Linked DNA regions of Arachis hypogaea: region 1 is linked to region 2. The links are chromatin contacts, called in public Hi-C maps. All regions are on one chromosome and are shown on one strand. The core of a region is the stretch at or near the end of the contact, and the rest is flanking DNA. Distances in the headings are between cores, read along the strand shown.

What was found. Hi-C and Micro-C count contacts between places; a contact is called where the count stands out from the background.
Region 1: a Hi-C map of an unstated tissue shows a contact between it and region 2, with 3 times the contacts expected there. The contact joins the enhancer-like site here to the promoter of LOC112791184 in region 2. A contact is called at or near these places in 2 of 8 Hi-C or Micro-C datasets (leaf and an unstated tissue).

Annotation. Positions count from the first base shown.
Region 1 is chr3:121,929,333-121,935,673 of arahy.Tifrunner.gnm2.J5K5, reverse strand. No RefSeq gene overlaps it. Among protein-coding and RNA genes, the nearest start is that of LOC112791186, 16 kb to the right of the region's middle. Within about 2 kb of position 4,888, at least 2 of the 3 cell types and tissues checked have open chromatin away from gene starts, as enhancers often do.
Region 2 is chr3:121,876,898-121,883,507 of arahy.Tifrunner.gnm2.J5K5, reverse strand. It overlaps LOC112791184, which reads right to left and starts at 2,518. Exons shown (of 9, transcript XM_025833913.3): 1 at 1,660-2,518; 2 at 646-919; 3 at 466-568; 4 at 262-369; 5 at 69-178. The coding sequence starts at 854. LOC112791185 (citrate-binding protein) reads right to left here and starts at 4,531. Exons shown (of 2, transcript XM_025833914.3): 1 at 4,093-4,531; 2 at 3,535-4,025. The coding sequence starts at 4,350. The coding sequence ends at 3,642. It overlaps LOC140183569 (egg cell-secreted protein 1.3-like), which reads left to right and starts at 3,109. Exons shown (of 1, transcript XM_072232023.1): 1 at 3,109-3,477. The coding sequence starts at 3,109. The coding sequence ends at 3,477. LOC112791183 (probable mannitol dehydrogenase 1) reads right to left here. Exons shown (of 5, transcript XM_025833911.3): 3 at 6,484-6,610; 4 at 6,258-6,411; 5 at 5,726-6,165. The coding sequence ends at 5,957.

The DNA.
Region 1 (6,341 bases), core at 3,639-6,138, 50 kb before region 2:
TGGGTATTTTGTGTTCTTAGGGAGTAATTTGATAGTCTGGAAGTGTGAAAAACAGTCTAACGTGAGTAGATCAAGCACAGAAGCAGAGTATCGTGCAGTTACATTGGTTCAAACGGAGATTATGGCAATTCAAAATCTCTTGAAGGAACTACAAGTACCACAAATGATTACACCTACTATCTACTGTGATAATCAAAGTACCTGTATGTTGGCAGCGAATCCAGTTATGCATAGCAGATGTAAACATCTTGAAACTGAATTGCATTTTCTTCGGAAGCTTGTCAACCAGAAACAAGTATTTGTTGTTAATCTGCCGGCACAAGATCAGGTAGTAGACTTGTTGACTAAACCATTGTCGTCTAAACTTTTTGATCGCTTTAAGTCCAAGCTTAAGTTAGGAATCAAATCCCAACTAAGCTTGAGAGGGGGTGTTAAGGGAAGATATTAGTGATGTGTGTGATAAGTTAACTAGAATTAGTTAGAATCTATTTGAATTAGTTATAATTCTATTAAGAAGAATTTAGATTTCTATCCATTAGTTATGATGATGCATTCCTGGAATATGTATATATAGAAGTATGCTATATTGTAATAGATGATTACATATCAAATAAAGAAATACATTCCATTTCCAAAACACTCTGCATATTCTCTGCATAAAGTGTCATTCTTCATTCTTATGTATACCAAAAACACTTACAAAAAGTTGCCACTTCTTTGATATTCAAATGATGAGGAGTAGGATTAAGCATAATGAACTACAGACATACCTACATCAGGTTTCTTGAACCTGTCCAGTATATCATCAAACGCAAATAGATAAGATTCAGTCTTTGCAACCTTAAAAGTTCAAAGCCTTGACATTACCGAACCAATGTATACAGTATAGTCTTCGTTAAGACCATCGATTATTACTTGTATGTGATTTGAGTCAAGTACCTCATAGTCGAGAGCAAAAAGGCATCAACAACATTCCGAATCTTGTTCAGAAAGTTTCATTTTTCTTATCTGATTTGAGTTGGGATTTCAAACTCTGTGAAACAGAAGCATCTTCAAAGTTTTTTTCAATTCTTTCCCAAACTTCATAAAATTGTGAGAGATGAATTACCTTGTTCTTGATGCTGGTAGTCATCAATTCTATAAGCTAAGTAGTGAGAGTTTAATCTTGTAATTTTCATGTCTTGTACTTTGTCGATTCAAAAATTGTTTTGGTCGTTTCATCAGTCACGAACTGCGGCGGAATCTTATAGCTGTATAAATGATTTTCCATCGAGAGGCTCTGAATCATTAATATTGTCGTGTGTCTCCATGTGCTATAGTTGTCTTGAGTGAGTTTATCTGAGAAAAGTGAGAAAGTCTTTTTAAAAGAGTCATAGAAGATAATCTCTATGATAAAGATGAACAAGATTATAGGCTCTGAATACCATAAAAGAAGAATTGAAAATCCTAGAGAACAGTTTTGTAGTGAAAGAAGAAATTAAGCAGCAGAAAATTCTTGAATAAAGAAGATTTCTTGAAAAATATAAAAACAATGAATTCTATTAAAAATATAAAATAAAAAACATGCTAAACTTACAAATCTATATTTCTCACACCTATTTATAATTCTCTAACTAACTATCCACTAGACAATTCTCTCAATATTTTCTAACAAGATACATTGATTCAGTATTTTGTGTCTATAAACAAAAGCTAGCAGTCACATACAACAACTAGAAATTTGCTAATAGAGAATACGTGCAACACAAAACGATACGATGAGAGTTGGCTATATTCCCATAACAAAGCTCTCATTAACTCATCGATTAGATACGTAAATCCATAGCTTAATTGTTAATGCACGACTCGCTAGCTGCTGGAGATATATATTTATTTTGAAACAAAAGGAGATGTGAGAATGACGTTACTAACATAGTACATTAATAGCAATGAGTTTTAACACTAGTAATCCAAGGCCTCACCTTTATCACGTTTGGTGCATTAATGGGTCTTGTGGGTCGAGCAGGTAGCAGCATTTATATCATTAGTTAGATAAATGTGTTTAGCGTTGTGAGTTGTGTTGGTCCTTTCATTCAAAGTTAGTTGCTTCTATCACTTCACTTCTGTGAACATGCTATGCTACTTCTCATTTCAGAACCTATACTACTCTCTCCCTTGACTCATGCATTATTTCTCTTCTAGTTATAGTCATCACTCATGGAGACCAAGAGAATTGTGTTTGTGTTATTGTGTGTATTTTCTCTTTCCAGCAGTGAACATTAATTTCAACGTTACTGATGGCTTTTTCGTCAGTAATAAATTCTCACAAAAAGGGCAACGTTATTGTTTGAATTACTGGCGAATTTTCATGTCTATTGGTAAATTTTGTGAAAATTCATCTCCTTTATTATTGACAAAAAAATTCATCTAAAATTTCATCAACCAACAGATTATTTTCATTAATGAAATCCATTAGTAATAAGTTAATTTGTTTTTTTTTTTTTTGTCTTACACTACACACTAAAAAGAATCCTATATTCCTTTTATTTTGTCATGGACAAACACTAATTGTTATGGCTTAAAGCTTCATTTAAGGTTTGTCACTAATCAATAGATGACTGTATACACAAGATAAGATTCAAATCCTCAAAACTTACTTAAAGGGATTAATGAACTAACTACTAAACCAACCTAATTTAATTAAAAGAATTCTCTATTCTATTCCTAAAATTTGAACCCTGATACAACTTGAATATAAGCCTAATAAGCTGTTTCTTTAGTTGTCTCATCACAATGAAAGTGACAAAATTTGTAGCATCCAATTAGGGTCCACCCTCCCTTTTTTTTTTCCTAAAAAATGGTAAGTCCAATTCTAAACCCTTGGTCGTCATTGAAAGTGTCAAATTTGTGTTCAGTTTTCACCATCCAATAATAAAGCTCTATGTTATTTTGATCCTATTAAGTATAAAGTATAAACTAATACTGACATACGAAATTATAAGTGATTAATAAAATGGCAAGCGAAGCTAGAAGCTTTAATTTGTAATTATACCCTTAGTTTAAGTATTCTTTCATTTGCACAAAATATTACACTGAATCAGTTTAGATTTTCAAGCCTGAAAAGACTTGCAATGAACCTACCCTTTGAGCTCCGACCAAATTAAAGCAAATTGAAGAATATCTGTTTAGTTGCAATATCCATCTATAGCTACTGATTTAGGGTTCAAAACAAGGATCGGAACATATCAATATATTGAATGATACATGTACGAATGAGAAATCTGTAAGTGGTCACTGCCTCACTGGTCAACATGCATTTGCTGTGGATAATGAATAATAATTATAGTTGATGATGCAGTTTATTGACATTCTTCTTCTTCTTCCTTACGCTATGGATTAATACATAACTTGGAAACTTAATATACGTCATTCCTGCATCGCTTTCAAATTGTTATCTGCTTCTCGAATTTGCTGGTTTGCGGAATTGTATGTAGAAAAAGAAAAGATAATAATTGTCCTATCGATGATGATTCAATTAGTTAATTAGTTATGCACAGCTGCCTCCGCGAAAAATCATGCATATGATGAATCCTATTTTAATTTTTAGGGTTCTGAAAATGATGAGATTGATTGCAGTAGTGAGTATGTAGGTGAAGACAGAAGATAGAATAGAAAAGTGTTAGCAATAAGAAAAAAACACATATTGTATGGCCTAATTAGGGCTCTTCTTAACATTCATGGTTTGCTGAAAGTTACAATGGGGGGCTGTGGCCATATATATATTCGCAAGAGAACGATATCTTCTTCTCTGCTTCTTTGCTTCTGCAGCTGGAACAATAATCTCCTTCCCGAAAATCTCTTGTATCTTAGCCATTATAATATCATTCTTTCGACTTTGATCAACCTCTTCTTCTTCTTCTTCTTCTCCTTCTTCTACCAACAACCTTCTTCTCTTCTTTTTCCTCATCTCGCTCTTCCTTATATTATTCGCATTGTTGTTGTTGCTCTTTTCTTCGTCGCTCAGTTGCATTAGCTGCTTCGCCGCTTCCATTTCCGACTCACTAATCAAGCCATGCTGAACCTTGTTATTATTGTTATTGTGTTTACATACAGAAGAAGAAGATGATGATGACGAAGAAGGAGGTGTTTCTGCGGCCATTGTAGCCTATCTATGGCTTTTCTTTTTCTTTGTTTCAAAATGAAAATGGCAACAATGGAATTATTGGAAGTTAAGACACACCTAAATGATAGTGATGATGATGATGTTTTAGCGTAGAGCGCGTTTTGAGGTACGTGTTGTGTGAGTTCGTTCGATGTGAAGAAAGAAGAAAGTCAGAAACTGCGAGGTTACTTCTATGAACATGGCTTGAATTTTCTTATTTATAATAATATTTTCCTATTTACTTTAAATTATGGTGGTGCCTCGTGGGTCCATATATATTATATCATTTCACTGGTATATTCCGTACGTGTTTCTTCTTTTGTTATTGAGGAATTAAATCTTTTTAATTTTTTTTATTTGAGTGTTTGGTGTGATTTCTCAATGTATATTGTATAAATAAAATTAAAAAATATTAAATAATTAAAAATTATTCTTACGCCTTTAATTGAAAAAAAAAAAAAAGAGGATCCATTCTTTTATTATTGGGCCATGTTACTTAAAACACGGATTGGTGACCGTTGGATTGACATCGTTTCTTATCTTTGACTAAATGGAATCCAATCTAACGGTTCACTGAGGCGCAAATCTTGCTTTTAGGCTTTTTCATGTGAATGCACCAATTATAGGTTCGGGACTTTACACTTTGTTTATTTTTGTTTTTCTTGATTCCCCTAAGGAATTGAACATAAAGTTGACATGGTATAGTAAGTTGACCCAAGTCATGGAAGAAATCAGCCACGTATGATTAAGTTTGTTGCCTTCTGAAGAAATAGGAGCACACACTGACAGGGAAAGCCTCATTATTTATTCGTACCACAACACTGCATTCTCCATTCCAAATTTGATCTGTTGTCTCTATAATATTTTTTAAATTATTAAGTCCACTACTGACCCAACTGGGCATCAAGTTTTGTTGTAGCTAGTTGTTTAGGATGCTAAATGGTTCTTCTTAATTCATGCTAATTAATCAAATATTATAAAAGAAACTATTTCACTAAGTGGGGAATGAATAACCACAATAATAATAATTTTTTTTCTTATTTGAAATTAATATTTAATTTCTCTCAATAGCTCACCTATTTTCTTTTCTGTATTTTCCCAGTCTCACACACAAGTGTTCGTGTGCGAGCTGCTGCTTCCTTTTTTTTTTTGGAATTAAAATGCTATAGGTTAACTTATGCAAGTTAGAACAACTTGGAAGAAAAGCAAGCTATGTACATTATCGCGTCACGATTTCTCTCATCTTTCACAGAGTCCTAAAAAGCTAACTCTTTTTTTTTTTAATTTCGGTTTTCTTTAATTTTTTTTTGTTGTCTATCACATTTCTTAATTCTACATATTAACAACTAATCTGTCATAAATAAATTTGACTTTCATTTAATAGTCTATTGTTCACAATTGATTTAGCACATCTACCAAGTAAGATTTAAACTCTAACACTTGTTCAAGCTGATTTGTGAGCTGACCAATCATCCGATCTAAATTAGTTCGGTTTTTTAATGAAAAAGTATAAGTAAACAATGAAAATACTAAACAATAGTGAATAAAAAATATATCGAATGTTCAATTCAATATGTATGCAGATGATTATATTCATTATTTTTAATTAGATAGTTATTTTTTTATTTGATTTACTCATGCACAGTTAACAATGACTAGATATTCATTTCACTAGGTGTGTACAGATAATTATCCTAATATTAAAGTTGAGATAATTTGAGAATAGAATTTTTTTTACTTTATTGGATCAATTTTATAATTTATTGTTCATATTATTTACAAAAATTATTGTCTATCTAACAAAATTTTTCTTTAATTGTCACCGTAAAAGATTTTATATATTATTGAATCAATTTCTTTATACAATCTGTATCATACATAAATTGTATTTAGATATATATATATTTTTTGGTGACTAGTATTTAGATATATTAATCCATGTATCAAAATTTCAGGGAAATAAAGAAAAAAGAAATAGAAGAAATATGACAAAGTTTCCTAAGTTTGACCTTTCAACAAAAAAAATTCACAATTTTCAGCACTCAGTGAATTTGAAAACAGTTTTGACTTGACTTGAGATCAAGCAAGAGAAGGTGAAACATACGAACGTGTGAAGCTTACTGGTTATAAAATTCACAAGCTTCATGCTTCAGCCAATTGAGCGTGTAACTTGACGTGACTACGTCAGCAAAAATGGGAA
Region 2 (6,610 bases), core at 1,269-3,768:
AAGCAGATGACAATACATGTGCGTATCGGGAGTGTTTCTCTTTCATTTTGAAATATGCTGCTACATGCCTGCCAATACGAATGTCAAAGGTTCGAACAGTTCCATCAACACTTCCTCCAATGATTTCAGTCTTTGTTAAGCAAACAGACATGACACTATCTGAGAATGTGTCAATAATCTGAACATCAATTGATAGGATAGACTTTATTAGTAATATTGGTGAGCGGGGAAAGGGAATGAGCATTATTAAAATGAATTCACCTGCATAGGCTCGGTGCTGTGGGATCTGCAGTCCCAAGCACGCAAGGATTGATCATAGCCAGCTGATACTACCACAGAGGAATACTCATTGAATTTCACAGCATTGACCTATGAAAGAAACTACATTACAAGAGTGATGTCTATAGCTATGAATTGAAGTGAAACAATAGAGGGGCAGGGAGCTAAATAGCGAATAGCAAATACCTCACCGTCATGACCACGGAACTTTCGAATTACACGGCCTGTAGCTACATCCCAATAAAAAATCTGGCGATCTCCACCACACGAACATAGCTTGGAGTTGTCCCTATATCAAATTATTAACATGCAATTGTGTTGATTACTAAGGAGAGAGAGAGAGAGAGAGAGAGAGAGAGAGAGTACGAAGTGACGTGGACATCGCGGACTTCGCGGCCGTGGGATTTGTAGGTCTTGATGTGGATGCCACGGTGGGGATTCCAGAGGCGTATGGTGCGGTCTTTGCCGCAGCTGAGGCAGTAGTTGCCGTCGGCGTTGAACCTCGCGGCAAGTACGGCGCCCTCGTGCCCCTTCAGCACATTCACCTCCTTCCGAGGAAGATCTTCCACGCTCATTCTTTCCAAAACCCTATCACGACCTTGCCTTCGGTTCAGTTCAATCTCCTTCACCAATCACAATCCTGACTCCCCCTAGCCATAGTAGCATAGTTATCAGAACAAATTGGTAATTGACCCGGTGGTCACTGGGTCACTAGTTCAACCGATTCATCTCGTTGATCGGGTCATAATTAAATAAAAATATAAAATTGCAAAAATGAAATTAAAACAAAAAATAAAAATGCATATGCTCACAAACATATTAAGACATAACTAATAAATTAGTCACTAGTACAATTTCAACTCGTTGATAATTTTCAACAAAAAATTCATTTATATAACTTTCAGCAACAAAAATTTTAGCTCCAAATTCGATTTACAGCAACAAAAAATTTAGCTAAGTGATTATTTAAGCAAGACGGCCATAAATTTAAGGTTCAGTGATCATAATCAGCAAAAAATTCAACTCTGATGTTTTCCAGCAACAAAAAAATTAGCTCAGTGATATGTTCATTATGTTCAGCAACAAATTCAACTTACAGCAACAAATTCGGCTCATTGATAATTTCCAACTACAAATTCAACTATGATAATTTTCAGCAACAAAAACTTTAGCTCCAAATATGATTTACAGCAAGAAAAAATTTGGCTAAGTCATTATTTCAGCAACACAGCAACAAATTCAACCACCAGTGATGATTTTCAGCAAAAAAGAAACTTAGCTCAGTGATATTTTCAGCAACAGATTCAACTTTCAGCACTAAAGCAAGGTGTAGCGATGATTTACAACAACGAAAAACAGGGCAATTTGTTGGAAACTCACCTGCCCAGAGACCAACTGACGGTAAAGGAAGCTGACCAAGCGAGCCGAAGCAAGAAGACGAGAACGACCACCAGCCGAGCGACCAGATGCTGGTTCCGTCTGCTTCTGCCGCCGGCGACTGACGACACAGAGCGCGACGACGAGCTTGAGTGGGAGACGACGACCAGATAAGGAATGGTCACTGAAGAACTCGCCAACCAGCCGACGACAAGAAAAGGATCGCAACGGGAAACGAAGAGCGCCGGCAAAAAGACGAACGTGCCCGTGGGTTCTGTGCACGTGAGTGACGCCGATGGGAGAAGTGGGAGGCTCGGTTGAGGTTAGTCCGGCGGCGACGGCAGCCTCTGGCTGATGGAGAGTAGCTCGGCGATGAAGAAGGGGATGTTGCTCTGCTCTGATAGGGTTTTAGGGTTGGGTTTGTGAGAGAGAAGGGGGAAGGGGGCTGGTTTTAAACGACGCCGTTTTCTTAATGTGAATAGCGAACCAGACTTAAAAATCCGGCCAGTTCGTCCGGTTTACCGTTTAATCGCCAATTCGACCGATTTTTTAACTAATTTTTTGCATAACAATTCTAAAGATAAACCGAATCGATTAAATTATCAATTTTCGATTAATCTAATCGAATCAGCTTATTCGGTCCGGTTTTAGAACAATGCTTTAGACAGTTAAGTTCTGTCCAAACAAGAAAAAAAGACCGTTTAAAGAATGGCTCACTCCGGCCAAATGATCGAGTGACTGGATTTCCAGCCGATTCATCTGAGTCGATTCGAGTTTGATAACACTGGCGACCGGGAGGCACTCGCCACTAGCCAGCCACCCATTCCCCGCCTTAGCAGCACTCCATTTAAGATTTGGGCTACAGCCCATTTCTCCATTACACATTTCCAATATCCGTTCATCTTATAAACAAATGGCCTAAGCAAGTCGGCCTTAAATCCTTAATACCTTTGTTTTTGGTACTTAAATCCTTAATACCTTTAATAAAGCAAAATGAAAAAATGGTCTGGTTACTCTTTTTTTTTTCACTTTTACAAGTCTAATAAAAGAAAAGAGCAACACCTAAAACACCAAAAACCCAGTGAAAAAAAAATCTTTTTGGGGGAATGGTATCATCAATATTTATGGACATGATGAAACTGAATTTGTCTTGACCGAAACCTGGCCTTAGATATTGGCTGATTTTATTTTTAATATCTTTATTTGATTCTAAATTGGATGGAAGATTGAAAGGTGGCATAGTGGCATATTAGTGGAAAATTAAAGGCAATTGATTATGTATTTATGTAATGTGCATAGTGGATCTTTTCTGTATTCCCCTGAAGCCTGAAAGTTGGGAGTTACAATCCATACGAAGGGTTGACTATAGTTATATAAGTAGATGCTGAGAGAAGCCATCTTGCATGTGCACTCAAGAAAGGAAAAAACGTGAATCCGAATTTTGCAGCATATATGGGTCTGAAAGAGGGAATTTTGTTGATGGTATTGAGTCTTGTCGTGTACGGAACGGCATCAAAGGACGGAGGAGGAGTGGAGCAGGCGGATTGCTTGAGGTCGTTGGTGGAGCTGAGATCTTGTTCGAATGAAATCCTCCTTTACTTCAGCAATGGCGGCGTCACTCATATTAGCTACAAATGTTGCTCTGCAATCACCCTCATCACGCATAATTGCTGGCCTGCGTTGCTCACTTCCTTGGGCATCACTCTTCAGGAAGCCCATTATTTACGTGGCTACTGTGATGCTTCTGCTTCTTCTCCTGCCTTCGCCCCTTCCCCTTCCCCTTCCCCTTCCCCTGATGTTCAAATTTCACTTAGGACTTAGCTACCAACAATGCTCAATCATCAATCATCGTGTTTCTATGTATAAGAGCAATGGAACTTACATAATATAATATATTATTTATTAGTCAAAGCGGGTAACATATATATAACAAGTAGTTCTTGTTTCTTATTCAATGTATACACCAAATTAAAATGCAAGTACTATTACTGCTTTCTAAAGAGTTTAATATCCCTCCAACGAGATTCCATATAGTTGGAAGGATCATTCTGAGTATAAACCCCAAACTTGAAGTAGAAAGTACCGGGTCCACGACCATCACCATCAAAATTGAGATTCCCATCAATGTAAACCTTGACGTTGTTGGCACCAACATCATGAATCACATTCAGCCTGAACCATCTATCATAGATGTTGTTCTGCACAACAGGATCCCTATAAGCCTTAAGAGAACCATCATACACCCTAAGCTGCAACGTTGTGGCAGAGGAGCTTCCACCGAACACTTGCATGATGCTCACACCGCTTGTTCCACTCGGCACGTAAAAGTCCCCTTCAAATTGCCACACACCGGATGTATAATCATATCCCTGAAAATTAATTAATTAACTTAATTAGCCTGCTTATTATAATGTTAATGACTTCATGTTAACTCACCGTAATGCGAATCTCGGTTCGTGGCAGGGTGGTGCTGGATGGTTCGAAAGGCTTGTCGGTGGAGTACACCCAGAATTTATGAACCCCATCTATGAAGGTGTAACGCTGGTTTTGTGGAACATCGTAAGGCTTTTGGACCTGGAAATTTGAGTTGCTTATTGGGAGTTGGGTGAACCCTTGTGTTGGATCAATGGCTGCTGAAAATGAGGCCAGTGTTAATTGCAAGAGGGTTACATGCAAGATGGGTAGCAGCACCATTGTTGCAGGTTGGAGGTTGTATTTCCAAAATGTTTATTGCAAGGTTTGGAATTCAATGGTTGATGCCTCAGGCTATATATATATATATATAATGTATGCAGATGAAGGGCAAAATACTCGAACGTGCTGCGGCTAATGATGATTTCTTCTTTGACATTCTTACTCCATTCTTCGTTGAAAAGTATTGGCAACTCTAAAATAGGTATATGTATGCGGTGTATTAGAATGAAAACAATAGTTAATAAATCAAACAAGCTTTTTTTATTTTTTTATTTATAATTTTGTATTTAGGGTGTGCAATTATTGTTATTTTTTTAGCAAAGTCCATCTTGTAAGATAACATAAAGGAAAAGTATAGGGTACCAACATATTATCCGCCAATTTCTGTCAATTCTTATTTATATTTGTGTTTCATGGAAGTGTGTTCGTAGATGTGTCTAATAATTAATATATTTTAAATACATATATAAAGAGACACATCCAAAAAATATATCTATAAAGACACTTCTATTAAACACAGTTATAAAAAAGACATTTTTGTTAGACACATCCACAAACACACTTCCATGAAACACAATTATAAATAAGAGTTGGCAGAAGTTGGCAGATATGCTGTTGGTAACGTAGCAGAACCGTAACATAAAATATTTATTGCCGGTGTTTTATTTTTTTTTCATTTTTTGGAGTGATTTTAGGGACTTAAATACTTGATTTTGATGCATTAAACTAAATTAAAAACCGATTGAAAATGTGAACAGCTATGATTCCAATTATGTGACTATTTGTGTAGATATAGTGGATGGTTCATTGACCATGACTACCACGATCAGCCGCCGTGCCCAAAAAAAAAAAAGGCATAAATTACAGGCTTGTGGACTTTCTTTTTCTTCTCCCCTACGCCCCTACCCAAAAGAATATAGCACAACTCTTTTTTATTACATTGTCTTATTGGTAAGGGTATAGTACACTTTAATTCCATATATTTCTTTTTCCTCTTTTGGTATTCAACTAATCAACTTCTCCCCATTGTTTCATTCAAATAGGAGAACGTTTCCTCGTATGCAGATAACTCATAACAAACAAAGATAAATAGGAAATTCAAAGCTGCATTAATAAGAGTTTTTTCACAAATTGGAAATGAACTAAATAGTTAAATGAAAAAGTCTCAACCAGAATAGAACTCACTTAAATCAATTTGGATTAGTTCGATGGTTCGATTCCGCGTTGTGTATGTAGCAATTTATTATCCAACGGCTGACTCTTAAATAGAGATAAAATTCGTGACTGTCGTTAACCTGCTGGGTTAGAGGATATATAGTGGAAAACAAAAAGAAAAGAATAGAACTCAATTAATACTTGTGGAATGCTTCGAGGATAACTCAACAATGGCATTGTATATACTTTTCATGAAGCTAGTCGGGTTCCGGTGGTCAACAAAAGTAGATTGTGGTTTATTTTTCCATAGTCCAAACAACTAAAGAAACAATAGCATGATACAACTAAATAAGAAACAGTCAACAAAACAGCACACTTAAGGTTTATTCTATGACCACAAAATACTGAGACGCTTAAAGTTGAGACATGAAAGAGTTGAAAGAAGGTTGTTCTACATGTTACTGGAAGAGAAGGAGTTTGCAACATCAATAACAAAGCGATATTTAACATCGGATTTGCTGAGCCTTTCGATAGCAGTGTTGATCTCATCCATCTTAATCAGCTCAATATTTGCAGTTATGTTATGCTTTGCACAGAAATCAAGCATCTCCTGAGTCTCCTTCAGCCCTCCAAAGTTGCTTCCCCCTATAAGCTTCCTTCCTGCACATGACTTACACTTTTCATTCCAATGACTAAATCCATACAGGTTTATAGTACTAGAAATGTGAATTCTTGGTTTCCTGATTACTTACCTCCAACCAAGGGGAAGATAGGCAGCTGAAGAGGCTTGCTAGGCAGCCCTACATTGACCAGCTTTTCGTTCAGCTTCAGCAGACCAAGCAGGGGAGCCAGCGGATGGACGGCCGAAATCGTGCTGATGATATAATCCATTGTTCCCATGGCAGCCTGCATGAATCATGTGCAAAAATAAACACAACAACATGGTTGGCTAATTCCTTGTGATACACGCTATCTCACCTTCATTTTTTCAGGATCAGAGGAAAGAAGGAAAGAATCAGCCCCTAGAGTGTGAATGGCCTCAGCTTCCTTGTTGGGAGAGCCACTAATGACAGTAACTTTGAGACCAAATGCTTTGCCAAATTTG